Regions from separate parts of the Ostrinia nubilalis genome. Here region 1 is linked to region 2. The links are chromatin contacts, called in public Hi-C maps. All regions are on one chromosome and are shown on one strand. The core of a region is the stretch at or near the end of the contact, and the rest is flanking DNA. Distances in the headings are between cores, read along the strand shown.

Evidence for each region. Hi-C and Micro-C count contacts between places; a contact is called where the count stands out from the background.
Region 1: a Hi-C map of whole body shows a contact between it and region 2, with 4 times the contacts expected there. The contact joins the promoter of LOC135076132 here to the promoter of LOC135076125 in region 2. A contact is called at or near these places in 3 of 5 Hi-C or Micro-C datasets (whole body and whole larva).

The regions. Positions count from the first base shown.
Region 1 is chr11:5,021,128-5,024,476 of ilOstNubi1.1, reverse strand. LOC135076132 reads right to left here and starts at 1,912. Exons shown (of 2, transcript XM_063970601.1): 1 at 1,689-1,912. The coding sequence starts at 1,782.
Region 2 is chr11:4,806,394-4,809,893 of ilOstNubi1.1, reverse strand. LOC135076125 reads right to left here and starts at 1,764. Exons shown (of 7, transcript XM_063970595.1): 1 at 1,742-1,764.

The sequences.
Region 1 (3,349 bases), core at 663-3,162, 210 kb before region 2:
AAGACTCGCAAAAAGCTTGTTATACTAACGCAATCTATTCATTCCGCCAGATTGGGATACAAGAAAGACAAAGCAAAGTGAGACTTCGGCGCTAAAACTCCGTTGGTTTTGGTCCAATTGGTCGCGGCCGTCGAATTTCACGGTGCTGTCGAATATTAATTTCTGTACAACGAATCTGGGTCGAAATGCTTACAGTAAATGTAATTATTAGTAAGCAATGTTATGCTTATGAAGGCAATAATTGGTCGGCATTACAATTGCAAATGTATCGACGAAATAAATTGTACCGATGTTTGCAGAACTCGGCAGCTGCACGTGTTGCCCATTTAAATGCATTTTCCCTAGCCTTCGAATGGCTGGCCAGTTGAAAGTCCTGCAGTTTATATCGGAAAATTCTCTATTGAGTTTAGCTCGTCTCGTCTTAACCTAGGTAGGTACTCGTTATTTCTGTAAATGTACGAATTTATTGTCACGTTAACTAATTTTATAGAGCAGAAGCTTGGCTTCCCTGTACAGACGATGAGCACTGGATCGCCACGGACCTAGCAGTGCCTGATCCCAAAAGGTTAAAACTGCTAGATTTAACCTAGACTTAACCTTAACTAGATTTAAGTTAAACTAACACTACTTACCCTCTTTATGTCATAATTTTCAATTCATTCTGTGCACACATGTTTAGAGTTGCGGTTTCGATTAATCTATGGAATATTATCTGTGCCTGAATATGACTGTAACTTGTTTTGTGAGCCTTAAATAAATAAATTTGAAAAAAAACCTTGAAAAATGGTACAACTTTTATCATGTGTGTTTCAACGTCAACTAGTTAGACATTGAATGATGTTTTTCAATCTGGTTTTAACTAATCAATCGATTTTGCACCAAATTAATGCATTTTAGGCGTAACGTCTTTTTGCATTGAGTAGGTCATTGTCAAGCAAAACGTGCAACCGATTTTATTTGCTGTGAAATTGCCCGTAAAAGTTATTTGATTGTTTTGCAACTAAGCCAATAGTTCTTGAATCGCCTTGCATAAGTTTTTTTTTCGTTTTGCAACGAAACCAACTTAAGTTTTCTTCGAGTCTTGCATCTCTTTATTCTAAGTTTAATGTTCTAACCCTACGTTAAGTAATTTATATTACTTTTTACAAGTAATTATCTAAAAATTTATGCAATTTCTTGAATGTGGGTTTAAGTTAGGTATTTATTAGTTGTTGAATGTTAATGTGAGATCGTGTTGGATATTCGTTATTGTTACAGTTATTTTATGCAAGTACCATTATTCCTGCCTGCGGTAATTTACAATCAATGGCGGCATACCCACGATGATTGCTATGATACCCAATTAATTGCTTTATGATAATTAAAGGTTTATGATTTATTTTCCTTTCACACCTATTAGGACCTTGTTGAACCATAATAAATAGGCTGCATAAATAAATACTTTTAGGCATCAAAGATCCTTCAAATTATTTCAAGTTTATCCCTATAAATTCCCTGCTGCTGCTGCGTGCTAAGTATGCTAATAGATAGCGCGTCAAATAGATAATGTAATGTTAGACCCTCGCGGGATTTGAACCCACGCCTATTGTTTTGGAACGCAAACCACATGACCAGAGAGTTTCCTAGTTTACTGCTCATGTATTATAAATTATTCATTAATTAATTAAGTCATGAAATTTTCATCTCACCGTATTTTTGAGTTCTCCTCACATCCCCTGCAGGGCCAGCTGTTGCGGCAGAAATCATTAGAAACATGAGGGCAATCCTTGCACTCGCACCCATTTTGATAAAGTCACCGTGTTTTGTTTATAAAAAGTTTTAATTGTGATTTTTTAATTCACGAATAATAGACGCAACTATTTCCCGCGTAGTCCGGTAACATTTGCGCCGCGTGCGTCCGCGCCCGCGAGCTGTGAGCGACTGAGCCCGCCGCTTGCACTTTCTATGGGCTTTATGCGCGCGCGCAGCGTACCGTCTGCTGCACCCGCACTGCGCACGCACGCCGTGACCTATTGTAATCGTGATTTTCGAAAACTTAAGTTTGGGTCGGTGTTAGATTGGAGGTTTCCATGGTTTTAGGATAAGCTTGAGATCTTCGGGACGTGATAGGCGTTCTTTCATTCAGCACTGCTGGCGCCAGTGACAATTTCAAATATTATTAGGTACTAGATTAATGACAAAAATAAAAATTATTTAAGTACTAGAAGAAAGGTCATATTATTTAACATCACATTTTCAGCCCGTTAACTGCAGTTGAAGTAGAAAAATAAAGCGGTTGCGTAGGATTTTAGAAATCTTTTCCCCCTTTTACAGGCACTGAACAGTCATTGTTTGCAGTTCAGCCTGAACTACGGCCGCCGCTTGCACTTTTTATGGGCTTTAAGCGCGCACGCAGCGTACCGTCTGCTGCACCCGCACTGCGCACGCACACGCTGCGCCGTGACCTATTATAATTGTGATTTTCGTGTTAGAGATTTTAGCTGTTTTAGGATAAGCTGTACACTGTGTAGGTTTGTTGTCGACACGAAAAGAAAGAAGAAGGATAAGCTTGAGATAATTTTTGGGCCACCATCCTCATTAACCCGTTCTTTCAGTGCCAACAGCCACTTTATGGAAATAACGGATACTATCTGAATCAATTCAAACATTCGCATTAAGATTATTTTCCGTGCCTAAAAGACAAATAATGCAAAAAAGCTATTTTCAGTCACATGCCGCTATCCGTTCACTGAACTGCTGAAGATATAAAACTGTAATAATTTTAAAATTATTATTTTATATTTTATATTAGTGGTGGTTAAAAGAAATTTATTTCAATTAACATGAGCATAGCACATTTCAAAATTTTCGTAGTAACCAAACTACGAGATAAGCATTGTTATGGGGGTCCGGCTTTCATTTGATTTTTTCAGTCGGAAAATCATTGATACATCTTATTGAATGCAATGCAACTCATACTGATATTCACGTAGCAACAATAATTTATTAAAACTAATCCCTTGAATGGAATAGTAAAGGGCTTCACATCACGTGCCTGACCCACACGGGTCGCTTGCAGTCGGCGATGCTACGATTATAAGTACACGAAACCTACTGAAGCAAATATATTTTACAGGTACGTTTTATTGCATAAATTGATTATATGTACTTAGGCAGCAAACTATGAATAACTGAACTATAAATATGAATTAATCATTAATAAATTTCATTCAATATTATTAACTAATAATAGGTAATAAAGTTATTTTTATTTCTAACGTTTAATGAAAACTCGCGCGCGAAAAGCGGACCTTACAACACTACACTGTCGTCGGAAACAGCTTACCGGAGCGTGAAGTATGAAGGCCGG
Region 2 (3,500 bases), core at 515-3,014:
CTTGTCCATTGTGATAATATTGTAATCTAAAGGTGTGTATTCACAAACCAATCAAGAAGTTTTAACAGCACGAATTTACTGGAAAAGCAGTTAAAGCTTATTAAAACCCGCTTTTCAGTGAATTATATAAATATTGCGCATCAAAAAATAACAAAAATAATCCAATATGAAATAGTTGACACGTTTTTTTGCATCATAAGTTTTTGCATCTAAAATTATAATTTATGCTAAAGCGTGTTTAAACCACTACACTGACTTATGATGTTGGATCAAACGTCTCTACTTATTATACTAAATCAAAGTAGGTTCGAATTCATTGAAATTACTTAGTTAGTTAGTTAGTTTTGCAGGGCAATCGAATACCGCACTTAGCCTCATGATTGGGCCATTGTGCGCGATTGAAATTACTTATGTTTTGCTTAAAATCCTATCTAGGAACGTCCCTACCAAATACCTATGTTCTTAATACTTTTCTAAGTAAGAATACAAACCTGTATCCGGTTTATAAATAAGGCCTAGTGAAAGTGAGTGAGGTCACGTAGGTAGTTTCATTAAGTATTAAATGGGCGATTGATTATTATTTGGAAGTAAACTGGTTTTTCCATTAAGATTGATTTGTTTATTTTTATTGTTATAAGAACACCTGTTTGGTGGTTTTTTGTTTGTTGTTAAAAATATTTTTATGTAGATATAGTGAAGTGCTTACTTTGTGGTATAAGAATAATATGTACGCTTTGAAATCATGACATTCTGTTTGATTTTTTTTAAAGTTATTTGTGTACTTAGATGATACACGAAAAGATCGCCTGAAAAATGAAACTAAATCCAAATTAGTTTTCAATAAACTTAAAATGACATGAATAAAAACAATTAATTAGTTAAAATCACAAAGTTGATGAACCAGTGACGTCTTGATTAATAATGAAAAAGAAAAAAAAAATACATGCAGTGGACAAAGAATCTCCTTAATTTTAGAAGCCGGTTAAAAACGAGTCCAAAACATGACATCTTCTGTCGGACGATTTACAAATTGTGTCGGTAATAAAGATCATTTGTCCACTGCAATTACAAATCGAGCGATACAAACAAGATCCGACATTCCTCCGCTGCGTGACCCGTCCAATTACCCGACTTATAATAAGGAGTAATTTACAAAATGACATTCCGACCGATGAGAATATTAATATTTAAGGAATTACGGGGTAAATCGCCCGGGGACCGGCCTAGTCGCTAATGATGCAAGGAGATCTCATGACGGGAACCAAACCTGGTATTAGCAGGATTAGAGACGAGGGTAAATGCTGAAGGCGTGGAATGCTGACCAATCATGGACGGACTGAAGTTTGCAAATAAATTACCAATTATTATATGTAGCTGTTTTGTAAGTGACACAGAATAATAATAAGTACTGTGACACGGCAGTCTTGAAGAAGGGTGAGTACAGTCTTGAAACAAGATTGAGATAAATAATGATTTTGACAAGTCAGTGGCTCCAGATATGAGCCAAATATACGATTTTGATTTGTAATAAAACTAGCCAATGTAGGGAGTGTAGACTAAATCTTCCATTGGCCTCTGGTAAATCAGAGACAGTCGTCTTTTAATTCATAAGCATTGTCTGAAGGTATAGTTAAGGCCTTGGGACTCTACCAAAGCTGAAGTATCTTTTGCACTATTACATACTATTTAATAAAACTTTCAGCTGGAAATTACAAGACAAAATAAAAGAAACCTTACTCACCAGAAAAACGTCTTTCTTCTCGCTATTTGATGGAAATTGTATCTTAATGCAGCCAATCTTTAAATATCTTCACTCAGCGAAAATAGATTTGGCAAAGAGTCAAAATATCGGTGGAATATCCGGAAGACTTACCTATTTGCTCTGTTTTTCAAAGAATTTTAATCAATCATCAAAATGCAATTTTATTTAATATAAAAAACAAGATTTTATTTAAGTTAATATCTAGTATAATCTAATCACCTAACGAGTTAAATGGTAAACTGCTTTTTTATAAACTAAATTTGATGATAACGAGATGAAAATGATTTAGTGCGATCCTTTTGTATGTATGTATAACCCTAAGTAAAATTACCAACGTTTAGTATTTAAACCATACCATATACTTTGGGATTTAACAAGCTTTAATACATAACCAATCCTACATAGAACGGCAGTAAATAAGTATAGGTAAACGTAATGACTTAGCAAATTGCAGTGTCGAGGAGTGGACAGTTCGTAATTTTGTTCAAGTGCCCGAGGTGCAATTTTGCATGTCTGGCCACTCACGCGCATTGGTCTTACGATTGGAGGGCGGCGCGCAGGTAATGGAACTCCACACTGAAATGGTTAGCTAAGGCTTGGTTCAGACACAGCAAGAACTGCGCGGTTGCTGCTTCTCGTATATTTGCATTTTTGCATCAAACTGTTACCACCTCAGTGCCTCGCCAAAGGGAACCACCCAGTAACAGCGTAGTTATCCTGCGTCTGAACTAGGGTTTATCTTAAACCTACCTAGTAACCTTTTTTCGCGGTATTTGTCACTTACTTGTCCTTGGACATCCTTGGACACTTTACACTGCGCCTCTAGTCCCAAACTAAGCAAAGCATGTACCTACTATGGAACAACGGATATTATAAACTAAATAAGGTAGATGATTTTAAGAACATTTTAAAAATAGTTACCTACTTAGGCATGTTAACTTATAATAGGTAACACGTACATATTTTCGCGGGTATACTAGACTTTTATCAGGTAAAAAAAGATGACTTACTTGACTTAAGGTCCCATGTCCCCCAGACAGGGCAGAGGGCGTCCACAACAGTCCTCCACCACGTTCGGTCTTCAGCTTTGCGATTGATCTCACTCCACGTCTTGCTGATTTTCTTCGCCTCGTCTGCTACAAGGCTTAATGATGACTTCAGTAACATTTTTCTTTGTTAATTAAGTAATGATGACAAAATGTTTATTGGAAGCATTGTTAATTCGTAGTTGGCGTTAGGTTAATGTATTTGTCTTACATACACTTGTTTCTAAACTGCTAAATAATAAACACATTTTGCACTGGTCTGGCAACTAAAACTTTTCTAAAATTTAAAATTTTATTTTAAAAGTTTTGTGGGTATGATTGAATTTGATACTTTCTTTTATTTCCAATAACTCTTGCGTCTCACGCCATCTAGCGGCGAGTAGCTTGTTGTTGTTTAGTTTGGTTGGTACCGTAGAGAAAAATTAAAAATATCTTTTGTATTATTATTATTTGTGCTTGGATTTGATTTCATTTATGACTTTCGATCTAAAATGATATTAGTTAACATACTGTACGCTGATAATATTTTTATGCGTTAAGATTTATTTTGCGCCATCTATGTTTAAGTAGCATGACTAATGTACATTGCAAAGCTTACCGTGGCAAACCTGAAGACCGTGCTGAAGAAGAAGTACTTTCATGCTACGCTAAGAGATGGCGTTATCCGAGAATATTGTAAAAGCTCTATGAGA